Linked DNA regions of Mus musculus: region 1 is linked to region 2. A link is a contact called in public HiChIP or PLAC-seq data. All regions are on one chromosome and are shown on one strand. Each heading gives the region's core, a stretch centred on a gene start, on an enhancer-like site or on the middle of the called end of the contact. The rest is flanking DNA. Distances are from core to core; before and after follow the strand shown. Region 1 has its middle 35 kb from the start of Gm34554. Region 2 overlaps Wdr25 (WD repeat domain 25).

What was found. HiChIP or PLAC-seq counts read pairs in DNA pulled down with a chosen protein or histone mark.
Region 1: a contact with region 2 is called in a CTCF HiChIP or PLAC-seq map of the NIH/3T3 cell line, with 6 read pairs. The contact joins two enhancer-like sites. A contact is called at or near these places in 2 of 15 datasets of contacts at CTCF or cohesin (the NIH/3T3 cell line and pro-B cells), 1 of 484 Hi-C or Micro-C datasets (pre-B cells), 4 of 115 datasets of contacts at active chromatin or transcription factors (differentiating embryonic stem cells, embryonic stem cells and large pre-B cells) and 1 of 9 other capture datasets (embryonic trunk).

The regions. Positions count from the first base shown.
Region 1 is chr12:109,953,773-109,960,550 of GRCm38.p6, reverse strand. No RefSeq gene overlaps it. Among named protein-coding and RNA genes, the nearest start is that of Gm34554, 35 kb to the right of the region's middle. Within about 2 kb of position 2,015, at least 31 of the 459 cell types and tissues checked have an H3K27ac peak or open chromatin away from gene starts, as enhancers often do. A contact at or near this core is called in the NIH/3T3 cell line, where this site is marked.
Region 2 is chr12:108,938,202-108,945,568 of GRCm38.p6, reverse strand. The region is part of intron 2 of Wdr25 (WD repeat domain 25); the gene reads right to left. Among named protein-coding and RNA genes, the nearest start is that of Wdr25, 48 kb to the right of the region's middle. Within about 2 kb of position 3,163, at least 33 of the 459 cell types and tissues checked have an H3K27ac peak or open chromatin away from gene starts, as enhancers often do. A contact at or near this core is called in the NIH/3T3 cell line, where this site is marked.

The sequences.
Region 1 (6,778 bases), core at 766-3,265, 1.0 Mb before region 2:
TGAGTCTAGAAGCAGTGAGGGAAAATCCCACTGCCCAAGGCCTGCCTCAGGAGAGTGTGAAGCAATCTCTCTTGTCCTCCATGAGCAACCCTGACCTGACAATACCCTGCTAGACTGGGAACTCTTTGTGGAGGCCGTGGTGGGGTTAGGAGACAGGGAGAGCATCAGGGTGTGCCTCGGGGCCTACCAGGTTCTGCGAGTGTATCAGTAGACAAGGGAGATGACCATCCCTCCTGCTGTGCACCTCTGTCCCCAGGAGAGGCTGTCCATCGATCTTCTTTCCAAGGGCGTGCTGGCTGCATGCAAGTGCATAGGCTCACCACTCCAGGTCTGGGGTCTCGAACTCAGGCAGCTGCCCTAGGATGTAACCACCAAATGGACTTTTTTCCTGTTGGCATGGGGTGGGGGGTGGGGGGCAGAGATATGGGGTTACCTGAAGGACCTGGAGCAACACCCAGGAGGTAAGATCTAAGATTCACTAAGGAAGCAGAGACCCCGGAGTGCTCTTTAAGCCTTCCCTATTTGGACCTAATAGAAGGGAATATCCACACCAAACACCTGAGGGGCCAGCTCCTCACACACAACAGATGGCCAGGGTCTGAGCTGACACTCCCTCTCATTTGGATGGCCTTGCAGACTGAGGTCATCTGCAGGATCCAGGCAATGGGCTCTCCAGACCCTTTAGACCCAACAACCTGAGAAGGGAGGTTTGCCCTGAGCAGAGGCAAGCCCCACAACAAGGAAAGATAAGCTTAGCATCGCTGTCAGATCTAACAAATAACAATGCAGATCACTAGTTAGTGTGGGTTCTAGTGTTTAGTGCTAGCATGTTCCAAACATGACTGCTTATCAGGAAGTTGCATATAACTGGACACCTGACATGCCACTCAGGAATCCAGAAAGGAGGCTGACTTCTGACCAGCCATTGAAAACTCTCCCTACCTGTTGACCCCATCCTCTGTTGCATCTCTGACCATGAGGGTCCCTCCACTTCTCACTGCCAAGCTCTTTGCTCCCAAAACTCCCTCATCCCCAGTGATCCTGACAAAGTGCCCCATTGGGTGGGAATTGGCCTTTAGCCCCCACTGCTACATGGTGGGTTCCTGCTTCTGGAAATCTTGGAGGCTTCAGTTTGGGTTCCCCCCTCTAGTTCACCTCAGTGTTAGAGGAGGCCCGAGGGTGTCCCTCCATGGGGGAATGCTGAGAAGTCACTTGACACAGCTCCTGGGTCCTTACCATCAGACCCTGAAGTGCTAAGCTCACAAGATGTTGCTTCTGAGCTCTGACACCCCTCAGGAAATGACTGAGAACTATTGCCAGGGCATGACTTAGCAGAGGCCACCAAGAGCTGGTGGCAGAGCAGAGGTATCTTCAGGTGGAGGACTTTGGGGTGCTGGTCATTTTCTTTGAGCTCCTGGTGGTATGGTACCGGAGGCGGCCCCTCTCTCCCCTAGGCAGGGTGGAGTGTCCGTTTGCAAGCTGACCGAAACTCCGTGGGTCTGGAGGTCTCAGGCCAGAAATGTTTTCATTTTCCCAGAGGGTAAATGCGCTCCTGCCTGGGTGGTAAGTGGAGCCCTGTGATTGGTTTACCATCTACTCTAGCCCCAGGCCCTTGGGCACGGAGGACGGCCACTGGGGGGCAGTGCTAGCCAGGAGACCTGGCAGGGATCCACCCTCCTCCCGCCAGAGGCCCTGCGGCAGGGAGCTGTGCATACCAGACTCTTACTCACAGTGAGTGAGGATCAAGGTAGTGCTGGACTCTGGGCTTTCTCCTAATGTCCAGAGCCACACCCATCTGGACTCCCCCCTCCATCTCTTTCTCTCCCAACACACACACACACACACACACACACACACACACACACGCACGCACGCACACACGCACGCACGCACGCACGCACAGGCTCAGATTAATTTACCCAGCCTACTTCTTTATCTCCAAAACTGAGCCCAGTGTCCAGTGCCGCTTTGAGGGTGCTCCACATTCCATCAAGGTCGCTCAGCCTCAGCTTTGGCCCTGGGATGGGTTATGCTGCACTGACTGTCCCCCTTGCTAGACTGCAGTGCCAGGAAGTCTTCCATCCTAGCCAGTCCCAGTACCCATTTTACAAATGGCAAAACCAAGGCCCTGAGACAGGTAGTGACTTACCCAGGGACACACAGAAAATTAGGAATGGTTTCCCTGTTCTTCCTCTACGCCCCTTCTGCATACACACTGGGTGGCACTCAAATCTCGAGGACCTTAGGAGGCCCACCCCTGCATCAATGTCCCCCATGTCCTTCCCCTGCAGATTCCAGACCTCCTAGGGCCAATGCCTAACACTCTCCTGTGTCCTGTACTTAGCTCACAGTGGGCCTCACTGCAGGCAGGGCTCTTGCTTTCTGCAAATCTCCTCTTCTGTGGAATGGGGCATGCCTGAACCCTTGAGAGTCTGCAGGGAGAGAATGTATGCAAATTCCTGGAGAGTTCCAGGTGTTTAGGCATGAGCACCCAGTGGCCATCTATCTGCATTCAGTCTCCCTACCCTGTCCCAAGGTCCCTGGTGCTCTCCCACTGATGCTCCTGTTCTAGACGCCCCCGCTCCCCAGCCTGAGACAATGGATCCACCTGGCAGGAGGCTCATCTGGGCTCTGAGATACTGCCCCCTGTCTTCTTCAGTATTCAGTCCCAGGCAGGGTGGGCTCAGAGAGAAGAGATGCCCTGTGGCTTGGCACACACAGAAGGGACAGGGTGGAACATGTGGGTAGCCTGTGGCTTTCCTTAGGAGGTGTCCACCTGTCTGCTGTTGCAAACAATCACACACACACAGACACACACACACACACACAGAGAGAGAGAGAGAGAGAGAGAAGAACAAGCCATGTGAGGGAAGGTGGCAGCAAAAGGGGGTGTTAGGGGAGACATTCCTGAGGAGGCCCCGCAGTCATTACACATCAGTAGCTGGGTTTTTTTGTTTTGTTTTGTTTTGTTTTGTTTTTTGCCTCAGCTCCTCAGAGAGCTCCTCCGCGTGTCTCCTGGGCTTTGCCAGCTACTCTGAAGCTGCCAAGGTTTTCTGACATGGAAGCACAACTCTCCCTCACTTCTAGGCTGAGTGAGCTGTTTCCCATGAGTCTCAGAGCAAGCCAGGGGCAACAGCAAGAGCAATAGCATGGATGTACCAAGGCCACTGTCCCTGTCCCCTTATGCTGCCTGTACAGCTGCCCTACCCTCTCCTGTGTGTGTGGGTGTTCATGTGTTTGTGTGTTTGCATGTATGTGCATGTTCATGCGTGTGTGTGTGTGTGTGTGTGTGTGTGTGTGTGTGTTCATGTGTTTGTGTGTGCATATTCATGTGTGTATGTGTTCATGCGTGTGTTCATGTGTTTGTATGTTTATGTGTATGTATGTATGTGTGTGTGTGTGTGTGTAGGCCAAAGGTCAATGTCAAATGCTTTCTCAGTCACTTTCCCACCTTAATTTTGGAGACAAGGGTCTCTCATTGGCCTGGAGCTCCCAGGTCCGCTAGCCTGGCTGGCTGGTGAGCCCCCGGGATCCTCTCGTTTCCTCTGCTGGGGTGGCAGGTACACACTGCCTGGCTTCTTACAGCATTCAGCTCCTCAAGCTTGTGTGGCCTGCACGTCACCAATTCAGCCACCTCCAGGCCCCAAGTCTTGTTTTGAACAGTTCATTTTCAAAGCCTCCTCACAAGCCGGCTTCCTCTGTGTGCTTGGTGGCTTCCGCCCAGAAGTCTGGCCACAGTGTTTACTGCCCTGTGGGGTGGCCTGGAGGGCTGGCGTGGGGTGGTGCTTCCCACATTGCTGAGAAGTTTGGTGGGCAGAACACCCAGCTGCCCACAGTTTCCATCTTAGTTCAGCCAGGACAGCAGACACACAGTCAATGGTGATAACTCAACCCGTGTTTACCTGGAATCTTCCACGTGGGAGGCAATGACCTCGCTTGGAACCTGAGGATGGATTCAGTGTGGATGTTCTGGGCTGGAGGAATAAAGAGCACCACCTTTGAGCAGGCCAGACCACCATCGTGCTATATGACCAACGAACCATCTCTGTCTTCACTTGGCTTCCAAGTCACCCCCAAGAAAATGCCAGGACCTGAAATCCCACCATCTGAGTCAGAAATTCCATCCTGGAAGGGAGGTTCCTGTGTGTCCCTAGGAGGACAGAGTTGTCCTAAGACCTTCGAGGTCAGGAAGGTTGTAGGTGTGAACCGGGATGGGAATGGAGGTCAAGGAAGCCGTAAACTTCGCTTCTTGGGCTGGCGGTCCGTCCACATGGGGCCCCGGGGGATATAGCTGCATCTGTTTCATAGCTGGTATATGTTAGCCATTACTGAAGCCCAGCATTACTTTGAGAAGGTGTGGAGAGCCTTTGGGGGCCGCTTGGCAGGAATCTGACATTGGCCATGGACGGGGAATTGGGCATCAGGCAGGAACCTGACATTTGGCCATGACAAGGAAGTAAGTTCATGCAAGAAGCGGATTTTAGGGTGGAGCAAAGAAGTAGGCTTCAGGCATGAATATGACTTTGGGCTAGGACGGGGAAGTAGGCTCAGTTATCTCGATGATCCTGATAAGCTCTTAGAAACACTGGTTGAGGGCGTGGCCACAGGATTTTGTTTATTGTCTTGTTTGTTCCTTGACTATTTATTTGTGTTTATTGTCTTGCTTGCTCTCGGTTGTACTGCCCGCCCTTAATACTTGCATGTAATTAAAATCAGATTGGGAAAAAATAAGCCTGTCTCGGCCTCAGAACCAGCTGGTGTCCTGCTACAGTTTTGTCTAATTGTCTTTTTTTTTTAAATCCTCACTCCCAGGCTGGAGAACCTGTCGACTGACTGAGTGTGCTTGGTCAGAAGGTCTGACTCGGTCTCCAGGGAGGACTCAGCAGAAATGAGTGAACTACAATGTTCCAGCACTCCCAGAGAGCAAATGTGTGGGAGAAGAAGAGCTGAGTGACAGGAAGAAGCAGATGCAGGCCAGTGGCTTTGATTGGCACTTTTAATTTGTCTCTGAGACTCCTGACCACCAAAGCAAAAGTGGAAAAGCCATCAGTACCCACGGTTGCCTTGGCTGTTCCTTGCATACTGTTCCTGTCAGGGCACTCGGGGAATCTGTGGTACTCCCGGGGAAAGCGGACAGGCTGCGTTCTCCATCCTGGAGACAACTGTCCCGTGTCTGAGTGGATCTGCTTCTCTGCACAGCTTCATTAGGGGATGGCTCCATCAGAGACAGTGGTCATCCGGCGCTCTAGAGAGCACAAAACCTTCCCAGCCTGGGCCCTGGGAGATGAGTTCCCTTCCCAAAAGCTCCCTCGAGACGGAAAGCTAAGATGGATGAGATCTTCAATAGTGGCTGGAGGGCAAGATAAGTCTCGTGAAATGGTTTCTCAGGAGGTTCCTCAGTGAGAGCCAAGGGCACCCTTCCAATCCACAGAACTGCCCCTTGGGAAGACAGAGGGTTTCCCACTGCCCATTTGGGGGATGTGGAGGGAGGAGTGGTCATATTGCTTATGTTGGGCACTAGAGCCAGGCCCTGGCAGGAGATTTATGCTCAAGGTTCAGTTCACCTTCCCATGCTTTCTCTCTGAGCCCCCCCACCCCCCAATGGCAAAGGCAGAACACAGAGTACAGTACCCTCCTCTATGGCTACGCAGCAGTCTCAAGGGCTAAACCAGCCTGCCTCCATCATGTTCTTAAAAGCCATCCCGAAAGTAAAAACAAGTTAGGCTCATTCCTGTTCGTGATTAAACCTCTGTTTCTCAAGAATTGGGCTATGCCCCACCTGGAACCTTAGCTACAAATGATTCTGTACTGCCTGTCTCAGGAAATGACAGCCTCGTCTTTGTTTCTAAAGGTTGTTATGAACCACCTGTTGTTATGACTACAGAGTTCTCATCGCCTTGCTATGTTCTGCTCCTGTAATCCTGCCTATTTTGCCTGCTAAATCCCCCATTTGGAAACCCCCTACCCCTGAGCTATAAACCCCCCCTATCTTCCCTAGGTCCAGTGTTGATCTCTGGAACCCTGCCTTTAGGGGGAGACAGCCCGTGCACATGAATTTAAAAGCTTGCTTTAATGAATTTGGCCATGATGACTTAGGTTGGTGATCTTTCTCCTCAAAGCTTTGGGGTTAACACAGGTCTTGTGCCTCTGACCTTGCAGGTTAGGCTGCGACTCTTGGCTCCTGGACAACAGATGACAACAGCGCTGGGTGCCAGATGCCCAGAGTGCTGGGTGCCGATGTGGCTTAATTGAACTGGGGTTTAATGAGAAGGACCCCAAGTCCCTGACCTTCAGACAGGTCTCGTGGAATTCCTCCCTGCCTTTTGGGAGAGATTTTCAGGGGTGCATCTAAAGTAACACAGTCCACTGTCACTTAGGGAAGAGGCTCATGTGCACATATCCCCCACGCAAGCAGAATTCTCCTATCCCTGCCAAACCCTTCCTGGGTATGAGTATTCCCTCATCTGTACACCCACACCTCTGCCCAGGCAGGAGTAGCCATACGTGATGCCAAGAAGGTAGAGGCAGGTGACCCAGGTCAGGCAGCAGTAGGCCTTAGACAGTCTGGGGCTCATTGTCTAGAGCAGAGGCATACCAAATAGGATGGGAGAGCCACCCAAGTGTGGTCCTTTCTTGTTACCTATCAAGGATTAGTTTTAGAGGGTTCCCCTGAGAGCACCATCCTGGCAGGAGATGGCTAGTGTTTGTGATGGACTTTTGTAGATACCTTCCCTTACTTGAATGCTCTAGGCTACTGAGATTTAAACTACTGAGGCCT
Region 2 (7,367 bases), core at 1,914-4,413:
GTACACTTTTGAAAGAGTCTGCCATTGTGACAGTGAGCTTCCAAAAAGTAATAATGAGAAGAGTTGACTCTTCAAGGAGGATGATAGCTGGATGCTTGCTACACAATGCAACCCAGGCTCCTGTGAGTGTCTTCCCTTCCCTGCACTTTCTCGTTCCTTTCTCTTCAGACTGTGGCTTCAGCAGACTTCCTCACCCAAGTGCGAAGAGAATGAAGCTCTCAGATTCGCTTCAGGTTCCCACTTCAACCACTGTCATAACTTACAATTTTCTGACACTGAACTTGGGATACTCAGGGTAGTGTGTAGATGGTACTCAGAAACAGCATCTGGGGAAGAAAAGCACTCATCTTTGAGGAGAGATTTCAAAGGAATTTATGGATAAAATACAGTCCTATTTCTCTAGGCCAAATCGCTCTCTAAGCACCATGCGTGTTTCACATCATCCTTAAAATTAATTCAGCTCTTATGGATTTCTCCCAATATAGAGAGAAGGAGACATTAATAAATAATCCTTTAACGGTCTTTATCAAATGTATATTACTTTTAATTTGAATTAAGCAAAAACAAACAAACAAAAAAAAACAATTTCTTTTAGTTAACTAGAGAATTGAAGTACCTTGCCTGGGCAGTTATATGATTCTAGAAAAATCCTTTAGGAAATATAATTAAGTCTAAACGCTCTAAAACTACTGGTTTTTTTTAACTGAGGTGCCAATGGTAAAGATACTCAGATCAATCCATGTCAATGTTTTAATGCCATGCATTAATTAATCACGCTAATAAAATCAGAGTGTACCTATTCACATGTGTCAGGAGCCAACTGGAGTGACAGGTGAACTGGCTTAGCAGAAATGGCAGCGGCTGAAACATGGAAGTGTGGTTAGTGTGTTCTCTCACTAATTTAGTGTGGTTAGCGTGTTCTCTCACTGATTTAGTGTGGTTAGCGTGTTCTCTCACTGATTTAGTGTGGTTAGCGTGTTCTCTCACTGATTTACTCAGGACATACTTATGAGCGGTTGGTCACATGGAAACCCAATACCAGAGGGAAGTCCTTCTCCAGGGCGATGTCCCACAGGCTAAAGTCATCTTGAGCATCTCAAGAGTTAGTGGCCAAAATGACCCACTGCGAAGGGGAGTAAGCAACCTCCAGGGCCCCAGTTACACATCGCAGAAGGCATACTCATCAAGTCAGGGAGCAAGGGGCAAGCTTGCTCTGTGCAGACTCCCCCACTTCCTGGAACTACTCAGCATTGGTCCCTGCTCCCACTTAGCAAGATACAGGTCCTTCCCTGAGTTACCCATAGCAAGCCACCCTTTCCTTTTGTGCTTCAGTGTCCTCTGCAATGGAGGCAGCACTCAATTGTATAAGCTGTGAGGCTTGGTACACACAGCCATCCTGCACAGCATCCACCTAAGTAAACCAACACTCAGTGGGTCAGCAATCTCTCTGTACCAGAAAGACACTGTTTCTTCATTTGTTTTGTAGTGCCAGAGACAGAAGCAGGCCTTGAGCATTCTATGCAGACTTCCACCACTGTGCTAGATGCCCAGCTCTCACTTGAGACAGACTCTCACCCTATAGCCCAAGCCAGCCTAGAATGTACTACGTAGCCAAGGCTGTGCTCAAACTTGTAATAATCAGCTCTAGTGCACTGGCTAGAGAAAGGGCAAGACAAACATTGCTATGAACATACACTGAGCTGAGTTTCATCTAAGTCAAAGGTTACAATTCCTGTTTCAGAAGTGACAGGGGTGGAGGAGTGTCAGAAGTGGAGGCTCCAACCAGTAGGTCTTGTCCCTAGCCTTCATCTGGTATATTCTTCAGAGTCAGCAGTCAGAGCTCAGGCAGGCTCAGGATAGGAGGTCATCTGCCCCAAGGGCTCCTGGGACTTTGGCAGCTAGGTAGTACCTCTGAGACCAGTTCTATCTCGTTGTTTGTACTCGTTCAGACTCAGTCACAACACAAACTCACTGAGATCCTCTGAGGACCAGGCAATATCTGGGTATGCTTAGGGCCATATCTTTCCCAAATTCCTACACCAGAGTCCTACATGGCTGCATTTAGAATAAGCTGCTAAGGATGTAATTACATGATAGCCTAAGGCTGGGGCCCTGATCCCACAGGGTTCCTATCCTTATAAGAACAACCATTTGACATAGGATGTGAAGCGTGAAACCCCTATACACACACACACATACACGCACACGCACGCACACTCACTGCAAAGGCCTTGTGAGAACATAGCGATCTAGTAGTTTTATACAACAAACAGGGAACCCCTCCTGAGGTCACTTTGATCTCAGACTGCCAGTCTCCAAACGCACATGGTGGAGCCCTGGCTTCCTGAGACTAGGAAGCTGTGTACGTGAAGGGTTGCTGAGGCCTCTCTCACGATGGAGTCTGGCTTACGGGTATCTCCAGAAGAGCTATGCTCTGCTTTGTAAAAGGGACAGGTGGGTTTCTGAAGCCCTATGATGCCCCTATGATGCCCCTAAGACCTGAGAAACTATTCCTTTTCCTGTCTTTCCCTTCAGTCTGCACACCCACCTTAGAGGAGTCTGTTTACCTCACAGAGATGGGTGCACAAGCGGCCTGTGGCCTCTGTTGCATCACTTCTCATCCCCAAGAATGGAGGAGCCAGTGACAAGACAAGTGAGGCCCCTGGAGAAGGGGACAAAGTACCCTGTATGAAGCGCAGGGTCACTGGGATGTATGGCAGGTCCTGCTCTACAGCCCTGACTAAAACTCAGGGGATAAGCCACCTCAAAGTTTCACAAATGAGTGCCTGAGGCAAGGTGGAAAGTTCCCAGTGTCAGCGGCATACTCTGATTCACCAAGGGCAGGATCTGAGAAGGCTGATGGGAAGCGAGGCTGACACGCTTGCTGGAGAAAACTGCATTAGATGAGTCAGAGCGGCTCGGGGGATAATGATGACGCCGACGCCAAAGACACCAAAGGAAGCTTGGTGATACTGCTTTGTGAGAGGTAGGAAGGAAAACAACTCGATTTCATGAAATTAATTCCTATGAGATTTTAAATATGAATGTGCAACTGAATTAAAGTTCTATTCGAAGAATAAAAGTGGAGAAACAGTACTTTGGGAAGAAACGTCTCAGATTTTAAAACACCCTACTTGACAGAGAGAGAGTGCAATGGCTCCTCACAGGGGCAGCTGTGGGGAGGACACCTCCCAGGAAGAAGCCCCAGGCTGCGGCAGCCTCAGCCAGCGAGCCCCAGGATTCTCCTGAGTAGCAAAGGGATGAACTGAGGGTCCAAACAGGCAGCAGGTGACACTCCCACTGAGACCTCTGACTGACCAGCACAGGGTAGAACATTCAGGACTCAGAGAAGCAAACCTGCCTGCCTGCATTCTCCCTATCACTGGCAAAGCCAGTAGCGGTGCTCAGGCCGGCTAACTGATCTACCTCGCTGCCTGAGGCCAGGACCACATAGCCTCTGCCTCCTGTCTTGTGTGGGGTGGAGGGGTGGACCTGAGACCAGGACCACATAGCCTCCACCTCCTTCTTGTGCTGAGCTCTCAACACTTTGCTCATATGCACCAGTGGCTTCAACACTTTGGTTTGAGCACATGACAGATGCTTCCTGAAGGGAAAGTGACCTTAGGGAATGTTCCCAGGAGAACAGTGATCCCTCTCTGGCAGGGGGACCAGGGGAATAAGGGAAGAACACTGGGTCTTCTCAAGAGAACCTCCTACCCTTCAAAGAACCATCAGGATCAGAATGGCAGTCAGAATAGGCACCGGTTGCCTTCCTGGCAGAGAAACTGTCCCAGCACTCTGGGCTGAAAAAGAGAGGCTTGCAGAAGGAGTCCTCCCAGCCTGCCTCTGGGTTTCTTGCATCCATGGAGGTCAGGGTGTCCATGAAACAGTCAGACACCAGGCTTGCCCAGCCTAGCACTCCAGCCAGCTCTCTCACAACAGCACTGGCCCAGACACCCTGAACTTGCACTTTGACCTAGACGAGTTTTCCATGGCCCAGAAAGGATACTAAGTGACAGGATCCATCTACTCAAGAAAATGAGGCCAGGAGCCCTCCCCAGCATCTCCAGCTCAAGCCTGGACTGCCACAGCTAACCTGCAGGGGCAGCACAAGACAGCTCCTTCCTGCAGTATTCACAACACTCCAAACATGTGCCACCTACTGTGATCACACCGGGTACAGCAGTGACTAAGAAACACAGGTCCCTTCCTCAAAATCATCAGGAAATGGTCCAGGTGGCACCTAAGTGCTATGATGGACAGAGGAAACACAGCAGCAGGGAGGTACTGGGGGAGGGGGCCTGGGGAGTCAGGGAGGGATCCTTGGGCAGTGTGCACCTTAGAGGGGTAAGGAAGGACAGACAGGAATACTCAGATGTAGTTGGGAAGACAGAAAGAGACATCCAGGTTATGAAGGAAAAGTCACATAAAGCCTGGCATGATTGTATACATGTGCAATCCCAGGACTTGGAGGGGAAGGCAGAGAGATTAGGGTCAAGGTCAGCCTGGGGAACACTGAATGTGGACACCAGTCAGAGCAACATAAAACTGTATCTTCTGAAAAACTAAACAGCTCAGTAAAGGCTCGTGACACAGCCTCTAGAGGAGCCTGTCCTACATAGCAAATCCCATGTCAGCGATAGCTACACAGTGAGATCCTATCTTGGTGTGTATGCACGAGTGTGTGAGTATTGTGCACATGTGTGCGCAGCAGGGAGGTTAGAGGAGTGCCAAGAAGGATAAGGAAAGGCCTTGGGGGTTCAGAAGAAGTCATGGCTCTGCTCTGGTGGCTGGTGAGGGATGGTCTTTAAAGGAATCGGGCAAGCTTCTAGGTCATCAATACCTGTCACAAGAGAAGCCACCAGGGTAGGTGATAGGTACAGAGTCTCCTAGGATTTGGGTAAGTCAAAACCCAACCCAGGCAGCATAGCCAGGGCATAAGCTGTCTTTGCTTCCTGTGTCCCCAGTGCATGGCACAATGCCTGGTCCAATAAATGAGGCAGAGAGCTACTCTTCTGGGTACAGCAGCATGAGTTAGATGGGGCCTTGGCTCTGGATGGCAGAGGGTCCAGCAGGCCCCAGAACAGGCCAGCTGTGGGACCTGAGGCCAACAGCACTCAAGTCCTCCCTGTCATGCCACACCCAGTAGAGGGCAGGAGAGCACTCAACACGTGCTGGCTGGGGGAGATGCACCCCTTCTTCAGAGAATCTGGAACACACATTTATAACTTCTTATAAGATGGATGTTCACTGCTCTCTGAAAGGGCAATGCCATTCAAAAAAAGTAACCAATAACTCTTCTGAGTTGGAGGCCCATTCTTAGTTAGATTTCTTAAAACCCAGAAAAAGAGAAACAAGGTAAATTGTAATTGCATAAAACAACAACCCTACGAACACAACCCAACATGGGCTCCATTATCTTTTCTACACCGACTGACAGTTTTGCTATGGATTCTTCCAAAAGGCTTAATTTGTGCCTTTAACAGCAAGTTAGTGAGTCAGAAAAAAAATTAACTCTAGCTTAGGTTCATACAGAAAAACTAAGAGACAGCTATCTGTTAATGTCTCAAGTCCCCCACTGGGGGCTCTAGGTGCACATTCACCAGGACACTGTGCAGAAGACAGCCTCACACTCATTTTGTACTTGCATAAATCTAATTTATAAATCTAATCTGTGGTAGAAATGTCCAGAAGGAGGCCTCAGAGGGCCTGGGGTCTAACCCTACCCACCTGCACAGCTCACACGGACAGCCAGCTTCCCAGAGCATGTATCTGCCTGCATATTCTATGCCGTGAATGAGGCTGAAATTGTCTTCATTCTGTCCCTAGCACACAAGAGCTTTGAAAAACAGCCCACAAATTTCAGCCAGGGACACTATTAGATTAACAAAGACCCTTGAAATGAAGCCTGTCATTTTCGAGAACTCCTTCAAAACAAAATCGTGACAGGGCCTTCAAAATCAGCCGGCTGAGTCTGCGTCAACATGAGACCTTGCCCGCCATCATCCGCCTGTGACAGCACTGCCTAATGGGTTTTGTGCGTGGGAGAGCTGAGCTGCCATGGACGTTTACGTGAAATACACAAGCAGGCTCTGGCCTGAGTACCTGCCCCTGTCAAACTTCTTTTGTAATCAGTGGGGAGAGGTGGAAAGGCTCTGGAGACTAACAGATGTAGGTCTTGCTGCTTTCTCTGTGTGTAGTCACCCTGCAGCTGCACCCAAACACCTGCTACATGCCTCCCCACACTAGGTGCTAGGATAGCTGCTGCTCAGACCTGTGAGAAGGAGACAGGACACGCATACTAAAGGAGGTAGGGCAGGAGACCAGCCTCCAAGAATCCAGGACCATCTGAGCCCTGTGAACTGTGAGGCCATATCCCCAAGCACAGTTTTTATACAATTGTTTGGGTGCCTGGGCAAGGTAGAAGCAAGTGAGCCATTTGTCTACAGCTGCTGCACTCACTCTGGCCTGCCTGGACCACAGACGTGGGTGAAGACAGACAGGCTCTTCAGAGAGCACATGTGACTGACAGGCCCAGCCACTGGGCAGGTGATAAGGTCATATGGCCCAGTATTGGGGACAATGTAGCCTTGCCAAGCCTCAGTTTTCCTGTCAGTGTGACGGGACAATAAAACTCTTATGCTAGGAGATGGTAGGTGTGCAGCGAAGCTGGTGTTGATCTAACCTAGGCGGTGAAAACTGCTGTTGCTACAAGAACGCCTAGTGACAGACAGTACAAGCCTGAATTTCACTAACTAGAAAACCAAGACACAGTGAGTGCCTGGAATCAGGAGCAGTAACCATGCCAACCTGGGAAACTGACCTGACATGTCCAGGACACCCTTGTGGATCCATGAAGAGATGCTCAGACCCCAAAGACTTCTTCCTTAAGACAACAGGACATGAGGTTGGGAGTGGTGGCACACACCAGAGGCAAGTGGATCCTGTGAGTTTGAGGCCAGACTAGTCTACAGACTAAGTTCCAAGACAGCGAGGGATAAATAACAGAGGCTCTATCTCAGAATAATCATTTTTTAAAAAGACAAGAAAGGACCTCCTGGTTTATGCTCACTCCATGTCAGGAGAGTCCCCCATGAGATGGCTAGCAACACCCACACAGCAAACACTGATCTCAGCTTCCCAGGGGTCAGCATGGAGCCCGTCCAGCCTCCACCTACCATTCCTGCAGGGACTAGTGCTCTCTCACTAGCTCTGGATGAAGCTACCCTGTTCACAGGGCACACTTTATCCAAAAAGCCTAGGATAGACAGTTTAACACACGTGGCTCCCAGCATGACAACACAGGTACAACAGGCCACTTCTGAGTGCTACAAAGCGGTGGCTCTGATCCCCTGTACCTCTCACAC